Regions from separate parts of the Mus musculus genome. Here region 2 is linked to region 1. Evidence: chromatin contacts called from public Hi-C data. All regions are on one chromosome and are shown on one strand. Each heading gives the region's core, a stretch centred on a gene start, on an enhancer-like site or on the middle of the called end of the contact. The rest is flanking DNA. Distances are from core to core; before and after follow the strand shown.

Evidence for each region. Hi-C and Micro-C count contacts between places; a contact is called where the count stands out from the background.
Region 2: a Hi-C map of liver shows a contact between it and region 1, with 1.5 times the contacts expected there. The contact joins two enhancer-like sites. A contact is called at or near these places in 2 of 484 Hi-C or Micro-C datasets (Sertoli cells and liver), 1 of 115 datasets of contacts at active chromatin or transcription factors (microglia) and 1 of 9 other capture datasets (adipose tissue).

The regions. Positions count from the first base shown.
Region 1 is chr17:10,207,867-10,210,566 of GRCm38.p6, forward strand. It overlaps Qk (quaking), which reads right to left. Exons shown (of 8, transcript NM_001159517.1): 8 at 1-1,765. The coding sequence ends at 1,749. Among named protein-coding and RNA genes, the nearest start is that of Gm34972, 63 kb to the left of the region's middle. Within about 2 kb of position 1,270, at least 16 of the 459 cell types and tissues checked have an H3K27ac peak or open chromatin away from gene starts, as enhancers often do. A contact at or near this core is called in liver, where this site is marked.
Region 2 is chr17:10,407,512-10,410,211 of GRCm38.p6, forward strand. All of the region lies in intron 4 of Pacrg (PARK2 co-regulated), which reads right to left. Among named protein-coding and RNA genes, the nearest start is that of Gm39565, 37 kb to the left of the region's middle. Within about 2 kb of position 1,295, at least 31 of the 459 cell types and tissues checked have an H3K27ac peak or open chromatin away from gene starts, as enhancers often do. A contact at or near this core is called in liver, where this site is marked.

The DNA of each region.
Region 1 (2,700 bases), core at 20-2,519:
CTTTCCACGCTCCTTTAGAGTTAAAAAGTTTAGGAGCAGTTACTAAAGCCAGCAGAGATGGACTACATAAGATATCTGATTAGATTTATGTTACTTAACACTTTTTCAACAATAAAAAATTTCAAAGATTCATTTTTGTGAAAAAGTTTTTTAGGCATTACAATTATTTCTAATTGGTAAGGAAAAATTCCATTGTATCCCTCTTCTCCAAATAAAATAAAGCTCTAATTTAATTTTGTCTGCAAACTGATGTTCAGATCTTACATAATTTTTTTCTAAACCTCAGAATCTTTGGGCTAACACTGAAGACGGTAATAACCAAAAGTACTAATTATGATTTGTAAAAGAATGACATTTTAAAATTTACTAGTCAGACATTAGAAAAGCTATCAAATTTTTTCACAGTATCAGATTTGGCAAACTGGCATCAAGATAATGTGACACAAATCTTATAATTTAGACCATCAACTCATTTGTCTCCTCTCATATCTCCTTTCACATACTGGGCGACTGAGGAACATGCAGTAACTTTATTCTGAGGGAGGAGCTGATCTTACAGGACACTTGACTAAATGACCATGAAGAAAAATAAGGCACTTTCTTTTTCATTAGACTTATTCCAATACTTAAAAAATAAAAAAGAAAGACAAAAAGGCTCTTTTGGTCTTTTGTTTCTTGACAACCACCAGAAAAAATCATTTAATGAAATAAAGGGTTTCTTTGTTCTTTTTCTTTTTTTTTATAACACTTGAAAGTATAAAATGCTACATTTCCAAAAATATATATATTTTTTTCTGCACCAGCACCCTTGTATAGTAAAAGTATCTACTTTTTTGTTCATTTGTTTCAATGCACTACACTTTATCTACAATTTCATTACATGTATACAGCAAATAGGCAAGCATGGCTTTTACATCCTTAATGATATTTTCTATACAGGGAGGTTTAAAAAAAATATTTGAACAGTTTGCCCAGTAATGTGACACATAATGCATGTACCTTGTTCTCATATAATTTTTAAGGTGGTGTAAAATAAAGATTTGGAAATTTTAACTCAGATACTCAACTTTTTAAAAAATAGTGTTGTAGTTTTGTTCTTTGCATTTCTTTTCAAAACTCCTTGTTAAGTTTTTCTCTCATGGCACACTTTGTTCTAATACTTCAAATTTTGGCAGGCAATATAAAAAGGCTGCAATGTCTGCCCTTTGAGGGCACTGTAGTGACTAAACAAACAGCATGTCAAATTTTGAATACTTTTGAAGTCACTTCCCCAACGACATCCCTGACCGAAGGTTCATGCATGATGCATTGTCACACAGTACATTCAGAGAGAGCTTTGACTTCGCTAGGAGAAGAAAAAAATTCCTACAAGTCTCTCACAGTAACTGCCTCTGTCACTGAGTAGTTAGGGCCATCTGTCTCCCCTTCTTAAGAGAGGCCTTCTTACCGTTCGCTTGGGGTGGGGCATTGAGAGATGATCAGTGCTGTGGGATGAATCGGGCCTTATTGCTTTACTACTATTCAGTGCAGGTTCTAGAACCACTTTCACCCAAACAGGGGGGGAAAAGCTGAGTTGGAGGACAATTTCTTTGTCTTTTGTTTGGTTAGATGGTAAGACGAACGGACAAGTGCCTCAGCTCGCTGCACTGACGACAGGCAAGCAAAGGCGATTACCAGTTAACTGATCAGCAGGCAGGCATGGTCAGGTCATCATTGGGTGAAGAGTTCAGAGGTCAGAAGGTCATAGGTTAGTTGCCGGTGGCGGCTGGGTGGTTAGAAACAAAAAACAAAACAAAAAAAGAAAAGAAAAGATAGAGAAGAGATTAGTTTCAGCTAGTGACAGCTTAATGACAACATGAAAACTAATCACAACTAATAAAAAAAAGGCATGTTGAATTCTGACAAACTGATTGACACCATCTACAGAATACAATAAAAATCATGACAATTTCATATCATGATTTGAACAAATGAAGAAGAGCCCACTCCCACAAAAAATAATTTGAAAAACCCGACTTGTTAAAAGAAAAAAATAGAAATAAAATACAGCTAACAACTAATAGTTAGTAGCAGTCAATGAAGGAAATTGGAAACAATGATGAACAGGTTTGGTATAAAGAATTCTGAACAGTCAGTGCAGTTATAAGTATCTGACTGCTATTAAGCATTAGTATTCTCTCAGATGCAAGCAATAAAGCAACTATTAATGATGGATGTGATTATTAATAACTGATGATTAACAGAAATGGATCTAAAGAAATTTAAATTGCTATGAACAATTTGGTTCAACATAAACTCTGGGCCAAACAAAGTTTCTTTTGTTCAATAAATGTTTATTGCTTTTTCAATTATTCTATTTACAAACAACATGGAATTTCTTGGCCTCATGATACAAAGCAATACTGTAGTCTAGCAGTGTAGGCAACATCATGGGAACCAGAAAAAAGGCCAGGCCTTTTGCACCAGCCAACATTTTCCAGTTGAAAATACTAATTTACACATATAGAACACTTATAAAATGCACTTGCATGTAAACACTGTAAAATCCTGCCATTTAAAACTCTATACCTCAAAGAACTCTAAGTACATAAAAAATAGAAGAAATTTCTAACTGATACCAAGAAGGCATTTTTAAAACTACAAACAGCTTTCTTTATTCAATTTCAAAGCTAATACTCTGCAAATACAATAAAATCTGAC
Region 2 (2,700 bases), core at 45-2,544, 200 kb after region 1:
TGAAGCCTTGCTCCTTGGGGCTGAGCCTACCCTTGGCCTTGGGAGGATCTGTAGCTAATGTTACAGGGTGTTCTTTGTGCACAGGGAAAACTCTGCTGGGCCCTGCAGGTTGAAGGGATGGTAAGTGAATAAATACCCTAGGCCCTTGCCTTTAGGGGAGCTCACCAGCTGGGGAAGGGACTCTCTCTCCATAGGCTGCCTTTTATACAGAGCAAATGATCAACAACACCCATGGGAGCACGCGTGGCTCCTGAAGTGCCTTACAGTCACTGCCCACTGGACATGGTCCCTGGCCCACTTCTTTTAGCGAGCCGCCTACGGGAGTCTTAGGTGAGAGACAGGCGAAGCAAAGCAGTGTGTGGATGGTCACTTGGCTCAGAGAATACTCCATTCAGATTTGGGTTTTTCTGTGTTGAATGCTGTTTTTTTGGTAATACTCTAATGGTAAGTGGAAAGATAGTCTCGGGAACAGTCACAGCCACTATTACTTGGAAATAAAAGCCTTATTTAAATCATGAGAAATACACAGAAAATAATTAAGTGCTGGCTTCAGGTCCTTCCCTGACACACAAAGGATGAACTCGGTGGCTCTTTCTGACACTGACAAATACAAAGGCCCATGCTAAGAAAGAAGTGTCTATGTTAACGCTGACATATCATGGCCCCAGGCTGCAGTGGTGGCCTGGCCCTCAGGACTAATCAGGACAGGATCTCACATCTGGGGGCAATGTCACCAGTGAGGATGACAAATAGGTGCCTGCCCTACCTCCACCCCTTGGGCCTGCAATGGCCTCAAACATTCTGTAAGGGCCAGGAAAGATGGTGGGTGAGGGATGGTGAGATGGCTTGCTTGGTCGCGATACCCTGACGACACGAGATCTGCAGGAAGGAAAGTAAGAAATGATTTCCACAGTCTGTCCTCTGCCCTCCGTATGCGATGTGGCAAACCCTTACCTCTACACATCCAAAAACTAAAACAGAAAGTTAAATAATAAGTGTACTAGAAATGCCGAAGAAAACAATAACAGAGGAGGGGGGCTCTGATGATGCCTAGACTTTTGTTGCCTGTCTCTTCTTGCCCAATTTGCTAGCTTCTAGAGGTTCAGACTTTCTGTAACTCATGAAACTTAATAAGAAAAGGGATTGGTGTTGCCTCCCAAGTGTCTGATAGACCTTGAAATAACTGAAGAAATCAGGAAGTGTGCCAGGGATACAGAGAGCAGTGAGCAGGCAGAGCCGAGTTGGCCTTTGCCTTGAGCAATACCAGTGCTGGAGGCAAACTGGCTCTCTCACACCAGGGGCTGAATGACAGCTGGAAAGCAGGCTTTGAAATGGAGCACTGCTGGGTATTATGGTGGTGATACCCTCCATCCCCTCTGCCTTGCTGGTGCGTAGAAAGCATGTGGTCTCAATTAGCCGATTTGCATACAGAGTACTTGAATGTGACCCAAGGCCAAATCCTGATCCAAGCTTTCCCCAGTGAGGGAGTGTTCAATAGGAAACAAAGTGCCAAAGTGCCTTTGGACACCAAGGCCGTGTGGGTGCTGGTCTCAGAGGGCAGCCAGGAAGGACTCTTGTCTGTTGTAGCTGGGTGAGCTTGCTCAAGTAACACAAAGTGGAATTGAGAACATCAATGGAAAAAAATGCAATTGTTTCTGGATCAGAAAAGGCATGCATCTGGTTCTTGATGAAATCAAAAGCCCCTGTGACCTCTTGGGATGTGGTGGCTTATACCTGTAATTCCACTATAGACTTAGAGGGAGCAGGATACCAAGTTCAAGGCCAGGCTAGGTATAGTGAAATCCAACAAAATAATAGCAAAGGAGAAGACTTGTGATTTCACTATCTATCTATCTATCTATCTATCTATGTATCTATCTATCTATCATCTATCTATCTATCTATTGATCTATCATCTATCTATCTATCTATCTATCTATCTATCTATCTATCTATCATCTATCTCTTATCTATCGATCTATCATCTATCTATCTATCTATCTATCTATCTATCTATCTATCTATCTATCTATAGATAATCTATCTATCTATCATCTATCTATCATCTATCTATCTATCTATCTATCTATCTATCTATCTTTCTATCATCTATCTATCTATCTATCTATCTATCATTTCTATTTTTATTTCTTATGGTAGCAGTTACAGCTAAAACTGCCTTCCTCCTTAAGTGGCTTATGTGATATCAGCAAGAGATAAAGTGAGCCCAGGGCCCAGGTGCTGGTCTCATTATGTTGCCTAAGCTATTATTTTAAAAAATATTTTATTAATACTTTGAAAATTTTACACAATAAATTTTGATTGTATTCAATTCTCCTCTAGCTCCTCCATGTCTGCCTCCTTGCCCACCTTCCCTACTTTGTATCCTCTTGAAATGTTTGATTATATATTATCTATATTATATATGTATTATATATAAAATATATTATATATTATATGCAAATAATAAAGAATATATAATTCCACATTATATATGTATATATAAATCTCTATATAAATAAATATATATATCATATTCTTGCAAGTGGGGCCATCTACCAGGGACCACACCTTAAATACTTAAAGAAAACTGACTCTCTGTCTCTGTCTCGTGTCTCTGTCTCTGTCTCTCTCTCTCTCTCACACACACACACAAACACACACACACACATACACTGACAAATCCAAGGCTGGTTTTGG